Regions from separate parts of the Mus musculus genome. Here region 1 is linked to region 2. Evidence: chromatin contacts called from public promoter capture Hi-C data. All regions are on one chromosome and are shown on one strand. Each heading gives the region's core, a stretch centred on a gene start, on an enhancer-like site or on the middle of the called end of the contact. The rest is flanking DNA. Distances are from core to core; before and after follow the strand shown. Region 1 overlaps Rad54l2 (RAD54 like 2 (S. cerevisiae)). Region 2 holds the start of Pcbp4 (poly(rC) binding protein 4).

Evidence for each region. Promoter capture Hi-C pulls out the DNA fragments that hold promoters and counts their contacts.
Region 1: a promoter capture Hi-C map of liver shows a contact between it and region 2, with 2.4 times the contacts expected there. The contact joins the enhancer-like site here to the promoter of Pcbp4 in region 2. A contact is called at or near these places in 7 of 39 promoter capture datasets (3T3-L1-derived adipocytes, embryonic stem cells, fetal liver and 3 more) and 2 of 9 other capture datasets (adipose tissue and pancreatic islet).

What each region holds. Positions count from the first base shown.
Region 1 is chr9:106,779,506-106,787,020 of GRCm38.p6, reverse strand. The region is part of intron 1 of Rad54l2 (RAD54 like 2 (S. cerevisiae)); the gene reads left to right. Among named protein-coding and RNA genes, the nearest start is that of Rad54l2, 6.0 kb to the left of the region's middle. Within about 2 kb of position 3,295, at least 6 of the 459 cell types and tissues checked have an H3K27ac peak or open chromatin away from gene starts, as enhancers often do. A contact at or near this core is called in liver, where this site is marked.
Region 2 is chr9:106,452,075-106,459,369 of GRCm38.p6, reverse strand. Pcbp4 (poly(rC) binding protein 4) reads right to left here and starts at 5,532. Exons shown (of 13, transcript NM_021567.5): 1 at 5,363-5,532. It overlaps Abhd14b (abhydrolase domain containing 14b), which reads right to left. Exons shown (of 4, transcript NM_029631.3): 4 at 6,452-7,295. The coding sequence ends at 7,207.

The DNA.
Region 1 (7,515 bases), core at 2,046-4,545, 330 kb before region 2:
AGAATAATTTCTTAAATTATTAATTGCCAGGCCATGGTGGTACACAGGGTTTCTCTGTGTAGCCCTGGCTGTCCTGGAACTCACTCTGTAGACCAGGCTGGCCTTGAACTCAGAAATCCACCTGACTCTGCCTCCCAAGTGCTGGAATTAAAGGCTTGCGCTACCACTGCCCCACAATCTCTGTGAATTTGAGGCCCCCCTAGTCTACAAAGTGAGTTCCAGAACAGCCAGGGCTGTTTGTTACATAGAGAAATCCTGTCTCAAAAAAAAAAAAAAGATTTTATTACCATTATTATTATTATTTTATTTATTTATTTATTTATTTATTTATTTATTTATTTATTTATTTATTTATTTATTTATGGTTTTATATATGGTTATACAGGGTTTCTCTGTATAGCCCTGGCTCTCCTGGAACTCACTTTGTAGACCAGGCTGGCCTTGAATTCAGAAATTCGCCTGCCTCTGCCTGGGATCAAAGGTGTGCGCCACCACGCCTGGCCCATTATTATTTTAAATTTGCACATATGTGGATATGGACATGTATGCATGTGAGGGTGTGTGTGGAGGCTAGAGGTGTTAATCTTCCGGGAGCTAGAGTTACAGGCAGTTGTGAATTGTGAAGTGGGTTCAGGTCCCCTTCAAGAGCAGTACTCCTAACTGCTGAGCCATCCATCCAGCCTGTAGTTCTTTTTAAAACTCCTTTTTGAGACAGGCTTGGAATTCACTATCTATAACAAGGTGGCCTCAAATTCACAGAAATCTACTTGCCTCTGTCTTCAAGTGCTGGGCTTAAAGACATGTGCTGCAATGCCCAGCTCTGCATTTGTTTTTTGAGACAGGATCTCAAACTGTAGCTCATGTTGTTGTAGAAGTCAATATGTTGTCCAGACTCCAGCCTGGCCTTGAACTCCTCCTCCTCTTCTTCAGCCTTCCATTGTTGTGGTTACAAGTTCGCACTCTGCAAGTCGTTTATGCATAAACTGGTGATCTATTACCTTATGCCTACATTAGCTTTGAACTTGCAGCATTTCACTACTTCAGCTTCTTAAATGCTCAGTTGTAGGTGTCAGCCTCTGCACCTGGACTCAGGAGCTGCTATTCTAAGTAATGATAGTAAAATGTAGCTAGGTGTTGTGTAGCAATGAGGTTATCTGGTCGGGTGAAGGCAAGCTGTGCAGTGTGCATCTGCTGGTGCTCAGGTGGGAGGAATGGGTGAGACTGTCTTTTTCTAGTACTGGCAAGTAGGAGCACACAGAGCTCAAGGTCATTATTAGCACTTCTAGTTTTTCCCCTGGCAATTTCTTTGGAGAAGCCAGAAGGAAACCTCTTGGCATGCTAAACTTAAAATTTAGCACTCTGTTCAGACATGGTTTTTGTAGATTTGTTTTAACACACCTAACAGTCATTTCGTGTGTGTGTGTGTGTGTGTGTGTGTGTGTGTGTGTGTGTGTGTGTGTGTTTAGAAGGACAGAGGGGTATCAGATCATATGGAGCTGGAGTTATAGGCAATTGTGAGCTGCCTGATGTGGGTGCTGGAAATCTGACTTGGGTCCTCTGCAAGAACAGTATGTACTCTTAACCACTGAGCCATCTCCCCAACCCTTCGACCTGCCGACCTGCCTTTGATGGGCCAAAGGTTACACTTTGTTAGTCAGTTATTCAGATTTGTTTGTTTTTCTGTCTGTCTTTTGGGATGGCTTCTGTGTGTAGCTCTGACTATTCCTGAGATGCCTCTGCCTCCAAGTGCTGGGACTAAAGGTGGGTGACACCAGTGCCCAGCTCAGTTTTCCTGACTCAGTTTTCAAAATTCCGTTAATATTCAAGGGGAAAATTAAGGAATGACCAGAGTGATTTGAGATAAGTGAACCCCAAATCCTTTGAAGTCTTACCTTAGAGGAATCATTCTTTCATTTGCGAGTGGTTTTCAATTCCAGTTAAGAGTAAATGTTTTACTGGCTTGAAAATCCTGTGATCATCTGGCATGTCTGATTCAACATTTATATATATATATTCGACTTGGCCTCTCATATCTCTTAGTTTCTCTTCTACTGTAATTACCCTGATACTTGAGGCCAAGTTATAACAAAGTTGTAAGTGGTTTCGAGACTGACTGACAGACTTGTTAGAGGCCTAACTGAACTCATTGTTACCATATTCAGAAAGTAAGAGTATTTGACCAGACTTTATTGGGGAATTTGAATTTTGTGATTATGAAGTTATTTATACCATTGGTCTAATATTGTAGAAATGCTGAAATGTTTTATGTTGTCATGAACTCTGAATACCACAGAGCTTTTTTTAGTGTGTGGCCAACTTTAAGGCTTGAGTCAAGAATGCAGACATCTTCTCTCCCTGCATATGCCCCAACCTTCCCGAGGGATTGAACTCAGGCTCTCTGTGTGGAGGACAAGTGCTCTACCATTGATCCTCATCCCCAGCCTTATTTTTGTTTTGATTTGTTATTTTCCCCCTACATCGGTTGCTAATGAAAGCTTTCCTTGGATGGCTATCTCTCTTTGAGTATGCATTGCAGTTTGGGGGTACTTCTAGCAATCACACTGAACTGCTCAGTTTTGATATTTTTGCATGTTTTCCATAACCACAAAATTAAACTTCATGTGTAAAAAAGTGAGGTTTCAGTTTGTCCCACCAGGTCCAGACAAGTGCTGCCGAGCTGCCCCCTATTTCACACTACACAGAGATAGGACTTGAAAAAGAGATTTAATATGTTTTAAAATTTTATGTATATGTGTGTATATTTGTATATATTTGTGTGTACTGCATTTATACCTGGTGCCCTCAGAGGCCAGAAGAGGGTCCACTGGAAGTGGAGTTACAGGTGGTTGTGAGCCACCTGGTGTGGGTACTGGGAATCAAACCTGGATCCTCTGCAGGAGCAGCAGGTGGTCTTAACTACTGATCTCTCTAGCCCAAGGACAGGGTTTTTAATTTATTCCCTTTTTAAAAATGTTTATGCATGTGTGTATGCATGTCTATATGTATTTACTGTGTATGTGCTTATGTGTGTGCCCACACGTGGAGGTCAGTGAAGAACTTGTAGAGAACTTGTGATTCTCTTCCCTCAGCCTTTTAGTGCTGGGATTACATGAATATCACAACACCCAGTTTTGTTTTGTTGTTTTAAACTTTATATCCTAGGACCTTACCATTACTGGCACAGAAAAGCTGCTTGGCAAAGTCTGTTGAGTGAGCAATTAAATGACCTGTGCTTATGGGTGATTTGAAGTCACTTGGTGTACTAGTGATGATGAAGGTCCTGACCTTGGTCACATGTGACCTGCCCTGACACTGAAGCCTCTGCTCTCATGTTCTAGGTTACTGAGCAGCCTTACTTGCTGTGGAAGCAGTGTTTATTCCAGATCCTTTTCTTTAGTGCAGGGTCTTGCTGTGTAGTGCGGGCTTGATTTGAGCTTGCGTGTTCTGTCTCAGTCCTCCAAGTGTTGGGAATACTGGCATGTGCTACCAAACCTGACTGTGTTCATGTGTTTGAGTCTAGGGACTGTTACTTGCTCTTTTTGGATCTTACATGTCTATGGTAGCAAATGTGGCAGTTTCTCCTTGCTGCTGTCTAGATCTTCCAGGGCTATTTATTGCTTAGGCATTTTGCCTCCTCTGTGTGTGTGTGTGTGTGTGTGTGTGTGTGTGTGTGTGTGTGTGTGTGTAGAAAGTGACTATTCAGTTTGTCCCACCATATCCAAACTGCTGTAGCCAAGCTGCCACCTATTCGTGAATGGGAAATGAACTCAGTAGTAGGATGTTGTGACTTCTGCTAGCTCTGGTGGACTTTCTGGAGGCCTTGATAGATTGATAGCCACTTTACTGGGGAAATAAGATTATTTCACTAAGCTTTCTTAGGGAATTTGAATTCAGAGGCTTTGGAACGATTTGTTCCACTCTGTTCAGCCCAGTAGTGAAATGGATAGATTCTGTTTCTAGATACTCTGCGTTCTGATTTGTTTACCTAGAAGGTACAGAAATATGTTGTATCTATATTCTCTTGATTATTAAAAATAAAAGCATTCTATTTACCTACCTACCCACTGTGTGCAAGCAAACATGTCATGGCACATGTGTGGAGATGAGAGGACAGCTCAAGGGCTTGGGTTGATTTTCTTTTTGCTCCCATGATCCACCAGTGTTCTAGGAGTCGGCCACAGATCCTCAGGCTTAGTGCAGGGACTTTACCAGCTGACCCATGCTTACAGTCTCTCTTTCCTCCCCCTGCCCTGCCTCTCCTTTTTGAGACAGGATTTCTCTTTGTAACTTTGGCTGTTCTGGAACTTGCTCTATAGACCAAGCAGGCCTGGAACTCAGAGAGATTCTCCTGCCTCTGCCTCCCAAGTACTAGAATTAAAGGCGTGTACCACCATCACCCTGTGTGTGTGTGTGTGTTTGATTTTTTTTGAGACAGGACAGCATTGTATGTATGTAGCCTTGGCTAGCTGGGGAACTTGACATGTAAACCAGGCTGGCCTTGAATGAACTCTTGATCTGCCTACCTCTGTCTTCCAAAGGTTTTCCCAATTTTGAGATTGAAAGCATGTCTCACTACAAGATACTTTCTTGGCTCTTGGTACTAAAATAACATATCATTTAAATTACTGTGATTTTGCTGGCATGACTGTAATCCCAGCAGAGGAAGGTGGATCTCTGAGTTTGAGGCCAGCCTGGTCTACATAGAGTTTTCCAGGACAGCCAGGGCTACACAGAGAAGCTCTGTCTTGAAGAACCAAAGGAACTATTGTGAATTAATTTTCATGGCTTATCAAGTCATATAGAAATCTTTCTGAAAGCTGAGTGTTAATAAGATTATTGAAACTTCAATAATGCAGTTACTGTTCTCATGCAGGTACCAGACTGCAACAAAAGAAAGCTTGAAAAAATTACTGTAATTAGGGTAGTTATGAAAATCCTTGCTCGCGTATTAAGTATAGCTCATATATATGTCCTTTTTGTCTGCTGTATGTCTTTCTGAGACAGTTTTATTCTGTAGCCAAGACTATGCTGGGAATCCTCTGGCCTTAGCCTCCTACTTTCTAAGATAATAAGCACAGACTACTATATCTGTTACACTTTACTTTTTTATGGGGTTAGTGAGATGGCTTAGCTGGTAAGGGTTACATGACACTGAACTTGATGGCCTGCTGGAACCCAAACCAAAACATACCAAGCAAGACTTTTTTAAAGATTTATTTACATATTATATATAAGTACACTGTAACTGTCTTCAGACACTTTTTCTTCTCTCTCCAGCCCTTCTCATTCCAGCCCAAAGATTTATTTGTTTATTTATTTATTGTATATAAGTACACTGTAGCTGACTTCAGACATCCCAGAGGAGGGCATTAGATCTCATTATAGATGGTTGTGAGCTATCATGTGGTTGCCAGGATTTGAACTCAGGACCTTTCAGAAGAGCACTTAGTGCTCATAACCACTGAGCCATCTCCCCAGCCCCCAAATAAATAAATAAATAAATAAATAAATATTTTTGGAGGGGAGGGGAGGGTTTCGAGACAGGCTATCCTGGCTGTCTTGGAACTCACTTTGTAGACCAGACTGGCCTGGAACTCAGAAATCCCCTGCCTCTGCCTCCCAAGTGCTGGGAAACAATTTTTATGCATTTATTTTATGCATTTACTTTATCTTCTCCCAATAACCTAGAGGCAAACATATCCCTCTTTACAAAGAAGAAAATAAAAAGAGATGAAGTAGATTCTTTTATTTTATTTTATTTTTAATTATTTCTATTCATTTTGTCTCTTGAGACAGGGGCTCACAGTGTATCTCTGGCTGGCCTGGAATTCTTCTTCTTTTTTTTTTTTTTAAATATTTTCTTTATTTCATTTCAAGTGCTATCCCGAAAGTTCTCTATACCCTTCCCCCGCCCTGTTCCCCTACCCACCCACTCCCACTTCTTGGCCTAGGAGTTCCCCTGTACTGGGACATAAAAAGTTTGCAATACCAAGGGGCCTCATGATGGCCGACTAGGCCATCTTCTGCTACATATGCAGCTAGAGACACGAGCTCTGGGGGTACTGGTTAGTTCATATTGTTGTTCCACCTATAGGGTTGCAGACCCCTTCAGCTCCTTGGGTGCTTTCTCTAGCTTCTCCATTGGGGGCCCTGTGTTCCATCTTATAGATGACCGTGAGCATCCACTTCTGTATTGGCCAGGCACTGGTATAGCCTCATACGAGACAGCTATATCAGGGTCCCTTCAGCAAAATCTTGCTGGCATATGCAATAGTGTCTGGATTTGGTGGCTGATTATGAGATGGATCCCCAGATGGGGTGGTCTCTGGATAGTCCATCCTTTCGTTTTAGCTCCAAACTTTGTCTCTGTAACTCCTTTCATGGGTATTTTGTTCCCTATTCTAAGGAGGAATGAAGTATCCACACGTTGGTCTTGGCCTGGAATTCTTTATGTTGGTCAGCTGACCTCAGACTCACAGAGATCCACTTGCCTCTGCTTTCTAAGGGCTCTGGGATTAAAAGCCAGTACCACCAGTCTCAGACATAAATTAAGGTAAAATTCATATTAGCGTGTATGTATACATGAATGCAGGTGTTCACTGAGGTCAGAAGATGGTGTCAGATCCCTCAGAGCTAGAGTTGCAGGCAATTTCCAGCATACATGTCCTGTGACTCCCAACTGCCTGCAACTCCAGCTCAGTGGGCACCTGCGTGCTCCTGAAGCCTCTCTCCAGATCTTCCCATTCAGAGGCAGAGACTGGCTTTTGGGTGCCAGAGGCAGGCCACAAGCCATTCAGTGGCTGAAGCTTCCAACGGAAGTCAGGGGCAGCTTGGTTAACAAAAGCCATGTTTACAGCTGACTGGTGCTCTCTGGCTTCTGGGTCAAAAGGAGTGTAGGTCCTATAGGCTTCAAAAAGTCTTTCTAGATATTCTTGGGGGCTCCCATTATTTCTCTGAATCGCCTGGCTCACCTTATATAAATTTGTGGGCTGTCTGGTGATCTCTTGGAGGCCCCCCCATCAGAATCTGGCAGTAAACCCAGGGCCTCTCCTTACCTTCAGCAGTGTCAAAATCCCTGTTGGGTCAAGTCAAAGGAAAGGCTGCATTGATATCAGCCTGGGCTTGGGTGGGCAGCCCATTTGCTCCCAGATCAAATTTCCAGGCAGCTCCCAGGGTCCTTTCTGTCGTGAAGAGGGCCTGGACTTGCTAACAGTCATCCGGGGTTGGCAGGTGAGTCAGCATGGTTGAATCAAGAAAACCTGTGAGAGCTGATAGTCTTTCTAAAAATAGGGAGTTTTGCAACTTCCAATTGTAAAGACCATTATTGGCAAATGGCACATATGTCATGAAGTGTCTCCCCTGAGCATCTGGAGGGTCCTGTAGCCCAGAGGTGGAAGGCTGTAGTAGAGTTGGCCCTCTGGACAGCAGGTGGACGAGTTAGGGGCTGCTCCTTCCTCTGCCTGTGCTGGCTGGGCAGGGGTAGGGGGCAAAGGTGGCATAATTAGGAACATAAGG
Region 2 (7,295 bases), core at 4,283-6,782:
ATTGAGCCTCCATTGTGGAGTTAAGGTTGAGTGTACTCTGGGCACAGGCCTATAAACCCAGGACGTACCCAAGCTAAGGCAGGAGGCTCTCATTCAAGGCTAGCCTGGGCCATGTGTTAAGAGTCCATTTCAAAAAAAAATATAGGAAGAAAAGTATACTCTAAAGATGAGGTATCTGCTTCCAGAAACCAAAGAGGGACCTAGAGTCTGGTAAAGGTTTGGAGCAGGAGCCCTTAAAGTGATTTCCTATGGACCAGGGGACATTGGAGGAGAGGGTCACTGCAAATGGCTCTGGGCATGAGCCACTCGAAATTGACATAGGAGTAAAGGCGGGTTCTCTCTACAGTGCTATTTCTGATCCATTTCCTGTGTGCTCAGAATGGCCCGTACACCGTAAGAAGCATAGAAACTGGTCACATTTCCACCTAGGACACACTACTGTACCAGATATATGTCACTGGGGCTCTGGGGCTCAATTTCCACACACAGCAGAAAGGACCTGTCTCCTTGGGAATGGGGTAATGGGTAAGAGAAGGATTTGGTGGGCTGCAGGAATGTCAAGGCCATTAACTGATGGAGCAAGGCGGAGCCTGAGATTAGCTACTGGGATTAGCTCAGCCGCCAACCCTCCCCCACCCGACCCCTTTTCATGCCTCAACTTAATCCTGAACCTTAATCTTCCTCAGAAATCGTTCAGCAGCGGCTATCTCTCCTCAAGGCCCAGACTCGATGGTGAACTCACTGGAGACCACAGCCCAAGGAGGACAGACAATGGTCTGGACCCAGGCAGCACTAACCATAGGCATTTCTTCTGCGCAGAAGGGTGTTGAAGCAAGAGATAAGTGTTCCCAATGGGAGCACCTTTGCCAATCCTCTGTCCTATCCTGACATGAGGGTCGAGGTTTCTGAGCTCTGCCCAAAGCCCTCCTCTGAGTGCCAGCAAAGTTTGGGTATGGAGTGGACAGGAAATTCCCAACCTGGCTTTCTCTCGGACACCTGAGCGAGCACTGTACCAAACACGGTCTCCTTCCCTGCTTGCTTCGTAGACAATCAGGATGGCAACCTTGTCCTTAAGTGCCTTTCCCTAGATGCCCACTTCTTTCATTTGAGTTCTGCCATAGACTGGCCAGAGGGTGGAGACCAGCAATAGATGTGGGGCCTGTGTTCTTTGGGCATCCTTGGCCAACCTCATGCTGGCTGCCCTTGCTAGACATTCCCCTGGCTGCCTGCACTTCCCCCATCAAAGCGCCTGCTGTGATGACGTGAATAGTTTCTGTCTCCCTGGACAGCCTAGCCTGGGAGCCCCTTAGAACAGGAGCCAGAGCTGCCACCTTCTCCTTGTGTCCCCAGGGCTCAGTTCAGAGCCAGGCTAGAGAGGGTGCTCGGACATGCCGGTAATGGGAATAGATGAATTTACTGCACACACGGGCAACCTCATAGCTTAAAGGGTCTGTAATCTGCCCAAGGTCATAGAAAGAGGGAGAGTAGAGGGAAGAACAGGGTCCAACAAGCTAGTGCAGGACTGGACCGGGCTCCATCTGTGTCCCGTTTGTTCCAGTCTATGTCTCTTAGTCCCTTTTTTGAATTGGAGTTTGGTGGCCTGGGGAGCCCCCGTCTGACCTATGGCTCTTTGTTCTGTCTGGGACCTCCCCACCCGATATAACCTTAAGATCCAGAATTCTGCGGCCTCTAATTGGGTGATAAATAGTGGGAGACCTGAAAGAAACCCCCATATCATCTCCTCACTTCTTGTGACCCCAGGAAAGATGGCCTATGGGCAGAACCGCTCAGTCTTGCCATGAAGATGCCTGGGTCTGCAGTAAAGACCCACTGCGCCAAATTCAATCCGCGATCTTGGCCTAGCTCTTCCCTGGCCTGGATCTGGATTTAGCCACCTGCCCTGTCTGGGAAGCTGGGGTAAGGGAGAGCTGTTGGTATCTTTGTGACCCTGTTCCAGAGATGCTGGAGTTTTCCCTACCCTTTGGAAAGAGTAAGGCTTCTGACCTTCCTCTAGGCCTCTCTCCCACAGCCCTAAGCATAAGTGGCCCCACTGGGCATTCATGACCAGATGCTCCGCTTTCGCTGAGTTTGAAGTCGTATCTTGCTGCTTCGGTTTTGGTGGGCCCCTGGTCTCTGCTGGGCCACCCACGTGGCAGCCACACATCATGCCACGCTGACCTCCAGCTCACCTCTGAGGGTGCCCAGCCCCCTCTGGTCAACAGAGCTCCCTGGCAAGAACATCCCGTCAGACCAAGCCTCTGACCTCAGGCCTTCCGTCTTGCTTCTCAGGCCCCTTCCCCAGACCAAGTGCCTACTCCTTCTGAACCTGGCTTCCTGCCACCCTGGCTGAAGGGGCTGGGGGTGGGGGGTGACAGCTGTGTAAGCGATGGTGGCTGCCCCCTTCCTGCCCCTCCCCCCCAGCTGTCTCTCTCCCATGACAGCTGCCCAATCAAAGGGCTGGGGGCTTAGCCAGCTCCCCCCCCACACGCAGGGATCAAGTGTCCTCTCTGGCTTTGTTCTAGTGGGAGAACAATCCAGAGGAGGGAAAGGCTCCCGGGGCCAGTTGAACCAAGTAGACTGGCCCGCCCCTTGGGGGATTCCCTCTGCTCTACTGCCCAGTGTGTCTGGACCACGAGATACGGTGGACCCACCTGGGCTGGGGAAGGTTGGGGAAAATCCAGTCTCCAACTTCACCCCAGATCGCATGCTCAGCGTGTTCCCCTTAGCCATCCTAACCTAACAGTCTCCTCCAATCCTTACTCCAAAAACAGCCATACCGGCCACACCCGGATGATGCTGGGGAATGGTTGAGCATCAGGCATGGTAGGGTGTGGCAGGAGGGTGGCCACTGGGCCTTGGGGAGGGGGTTGGCAGCCTGGAGGGCTCCTGACTCCCTTGTCCATTCCCCTACCCTGGGCACACTCACCCTTGCTGATTAGCCTGGTCTCCACAAAACTGCCCAACGTCCTCAGACCCAGCCTCGGCCTTTCAGCCTCCCAGGATGACCAACCATCTCTAGTGTGGAGTGGGGGGAGCGGGGAAGGACTAGGGGAGTTCCAGGCTCTGGTTCCTTGATGTAAGCCTCTGTCTTGTAAAGTACCAGGGAAGAGGAACGTAGAAACATTAGAAGCTGATAGATAAACTAGTAGGTGCCAGAAATGCTCTACCCTCCCCAGAGCCTGCCATGAGTCTTCACAGCCAGGGAAACCAAGGCAGGCTCAGGACCCACTCGCTCACTGGCACTGTCTATCCATGTGGAAAGGGCTCTCTAATTGTAGATCTCCATGCTGAAGACTGTACGCTCCCTCTGCTATTTAACAACCATCCATGATTCCCTGAGACCCAAAGGGATTAAAACCTGACCTGTGCACCAGCAATGGAGGTCTCCATGGTCCAGCCTCTACCAATTTTTCTGCTCCATCACTTATACACACCAGGCCACAAAATAGGCCTAGCAACTCCAAGCCTCAGACAGAACCTTTGCCAGCAGATAATGCCAGCTTAAAACACTTATCCCCTTCACAACTTTGGCAAAATTCTTCTCAAAAGCCTCCTCCTCCACGGAGCCCTCCCTCCCCAACTTTCAAATCAGATGAAATTCCTCTGGCCTCTTCGCTTTCCAAAGACAGCAAGTCAAAGGAGGCCCACTGGGCATTTCTAAGCCTATCTTTCGGCTACAAAAGAATAGGAAATTTGAGACAGGATCTGGCCCTGGGAGTAAGGGGAGGGGTTAGGGCGCACAGGCCTTGGAATATCAAGAGACCATCATGCCTTAGAATCCTGGGGCCCGGGGACTGAGCACGTGGGCAGAGTTAGGCCATGCCTGGTTAGCACTCCAAGTTCCGAGTTCATTTACCATCCCAGCCCCTGTTTCTGCTGGGCTCCCTGGGCACGTTGCTGAAGTGAGGAATTTGAGAAATCCGGGCAACCAGACTGGGTCCCCTAGCAGGAAGAGGAGCCGGTAGGAACCCTGGAGAGTGAGATAGGTTTCACAGCATGGAGGTGGGCTCAGCCAATCACAACTGGAAAAGCCTCACCAATCAAGAGAGGAACCAGAGGCCTAGGGAGGAAGGGGGTTGTTTAGCGGACTGCATGGGAGGCGTCGGGCAGGCCAGGAGACCCCGTGGGTCCACCTGTACAGCTTAGCGCTCTTTCTTTCCTTCAGGAGCTAGGAACTGGGAATGGAGGCTGGAGGAGAGTGGGCGGGTGGACAGAGCCTGTCTGGGGACACAGGGTGGGGCAAGCCATCCTCTCTGCAGCCTGGGCCTGCCAGGGTGTGTGGGCCGCCCGCTCCCAGCCCCCCACCCTGAGCATGCAAAGAGAACAATCCCCTTGTGTTTGGGCAGCCTGAGCCTGCGTGCTGATGAAGGCTACGGGGTGGGGGCTGGGATAGGGGTGCTTTGAAACAAGAAGGGGTTCCAGGACCTAGAAAGATAATACTCTCAAATGGAAAAAACAATAGACCCTCCCAGATGTTGGCCCTGAGGCCACCAGGGTGACCCCACTGAACACTGAACGCCAGAGATAACTCCTGACCAAAGCTTAGTGTGTTTATAGGGAAGACAGGAACCCTGGGGACACATGCCTTGTTGGTCCAGGGAGAAGGTAACGTCTTTGGCTTGGTGGGAACCCAAAGCCACACATTCTGAGAGAAGGGGTGTGAAAGGACCAAGGTACATCCCCTGGAGGACCATTCCCTTGGGTGCCGGGGTGGGGCGGGGCTCTGGGTGCCACAGGTCTCAAGATGGCGGGCCTGGTTTAGGAGTGTGAGGAGGTGGGCACCTCCCTCTCCTAGCCAGGGATGCCTGAAGGCCAGGTTTAAGTATGTGGCGGAGTCCCTTCACCTCCATCCCCAGTACCCCAGCCAAGAAGCTAGGTCAGAGCTGGAGATGAAGAGCCACAGGAAGGGGGGAGAACACTGTGCTCCCAACTATCTCCATCCACCTTGGCCTGGAGGTCTGTGTCTGGCTCCCCGAAGGACTGCAGAGAATGGGAAGGGGTGTGTGTGAGAGCCAGGAGCTGCAGAGAGTGGCAGATGAGAACAGGGACGAAGTAGAACCCGAACCCGGGACATGAGGTCCAGAACTGAGAGCTCAAAGGACAGAAACGGCAAACAGGATGAGAGCTTCAAACCTGGTACCCAAGGTCCAAGAAACCCCTCCCTGTAGTGGGGTGTTCCCCTGGAAAACCAACGCCCCCCACCTGTACAGGCCTCAGCCGCATTGGACAGAAAACGTGTTCTTCGCAGCGCCCCCCCCCCCAGGACCGCGATCGGGTGCACACTGGAGCCGATTCCCCGCCCCCCCCCAGCGAACCCCCAAACTTCAATGGCCCGCGGTGCCCCGCCCGGCCCGCGCCTTACCTCGCTGGGGCTGTTCTGCGGCGGCGGCAGCGGCTGGGCCGCTCAGTCCCACATTGTCCCCGGGAAAGGCGGCCGCTCACAACTGCGAGTGACATCAGCTGCGAACAATGAGGGGTTTGACAGGCGCGGAGCCCGGCCGGCCCGGAGCCCGGCTCCGCGCCCCCCCACCCCCACCCCCCGGCCCGCCTGGCCCGGCCCCGCCCCGCCCCCTCCCCGGATCCGATTACAGCGCGGCGGGCCCGCCCCAGCAGCCCCAGTGCCGCAGCCGCCCGCCCCGCCCCGCCCCGCCCCGCCCCGCGCGGTCCGGCGCCCCGAGCATCCGTCGTTTCCGGGAGGGAGCGATGGACCCTTCCCATGCGGCTCACCAGGGGCCCCGGATCCTCCCTGTATGGCTCTCTCCCGGCCTGTCCTTCCCGCCCAGCGCTTCTGCGGAGCTCCCCGCAGCCTTCATCTCAGTCCTGGCCGCGCCTCCCGGCTTCTGTCCCACAGCCCTCTGCCCTGCCCCGGCTCTTGCTTCTTCACCATCCTTCACTCCGGGGTCCAGCCCACCTAGACCCGCTACCTCCGGCGTCCGCACTGTCCGACCCTGGTCCTGGTCCTCCCAGGAGAGGCTACCCGACCAGCTGGAGGAGGGGCATGAGAGCCGTTTGGCCCTTAAACAACCTGTCCCGTGATCCTTCCAATCTCCTGCCAAATTCCTTTTGGAGCTAGGGTCAGAGTGCCATTAACTCCTTTACTAGGAAAGGGATAGGTTGTGTGTGTGTGTGTATATGTGTGTGGGTGGGTGTGTGGGGGGGGGGGGGAATTGAGCCTGCCCTTCCCCCATCTCAGAGCAGATATTCTCCCCCTTTCAGTAATCGGCTCATATAGGTCCCACTGACCTACACCTCCCCCCTCAGCTGAGTCTCTTGGCACCTGGATGTATGTGGGTGGGGAGGGGAATCCAATCTCCCTTTCCCTCCATCTGGCCTAGTGGACAAAGGGCAGGGGGACCATTTGGTCCCGCCAGGGTGGGGGAGGAGCCCACAGTGGCAGTCCCAAGGGGAAGGGGGAGGGGCGGCGCTCCGGAGACAGCAAAAGCATGTGAGGTCTAATTGTATCACTTTATTTCAGGGACCTCCGAAGTCGGTCTCCTCTCCTTATCCCACTCCCAAACCTCAGGGCAGGAAATGGGCTTGGCTGAGAAGATCCGTGCTTGATTACCTGGGGAGGTATGCAGCCCCTAAGGGAGATTTGAAGAGCACCTCCCCTTCTGAGGAGGCCATTCTGGTCTGGGACCAGTTGCAACGGGTAGGTAAGAGAAATCTAGCGGTGGCCACATTTTTATCCTGGCAAGTGGATCTCTGTTTACAAAGATTCCCTCCATCCTTCAGGAAACTGCACATGTACCTGTGCAAACTACACAAGAATGTGGGACCCCTGTGCTGCTCCCAAGGGAAAGGTTCTGTCTGGGTGTGGGATGGATCTAAACAAGCAATACCCATATGCTGTCTGTGGTCTAAGGGGGGTGGGCGGCAGAAGGAATGGCTGTCCTGTGGAGCGGCTGAAGAGAGAGATGGATCAGAAAGTGAAGTAAGGCAGAAGTGAGAACCAAGCGGGGAGCCTGTAGAGGAAGCTTATGGATTACCCACAATCAGAGTTCTCCCCTTGAACCCGACGCTTTTTCCACTTGATTTACCGCCTTGATCTGATCTGTCACTGCAAGAGAAAAACAGAAATGACAGCAACCCAGACAGATGTATAGACAGACCTGTTGCAGGTGAGGCAGAAGCCAGAGACCAGGAGAAGACAGCAAGAGATCCTAGAGCAGGCAGTCTGTAACCTCCTATCATCAGGACTGAGTCTCAGGCTAGCCCTTGCAGGAAATCCAGCAGCCCCTTATGCCACTCATCAGGCTTGTCCAAGTAACAGGGATGCCCTGCCCCTTCCATGA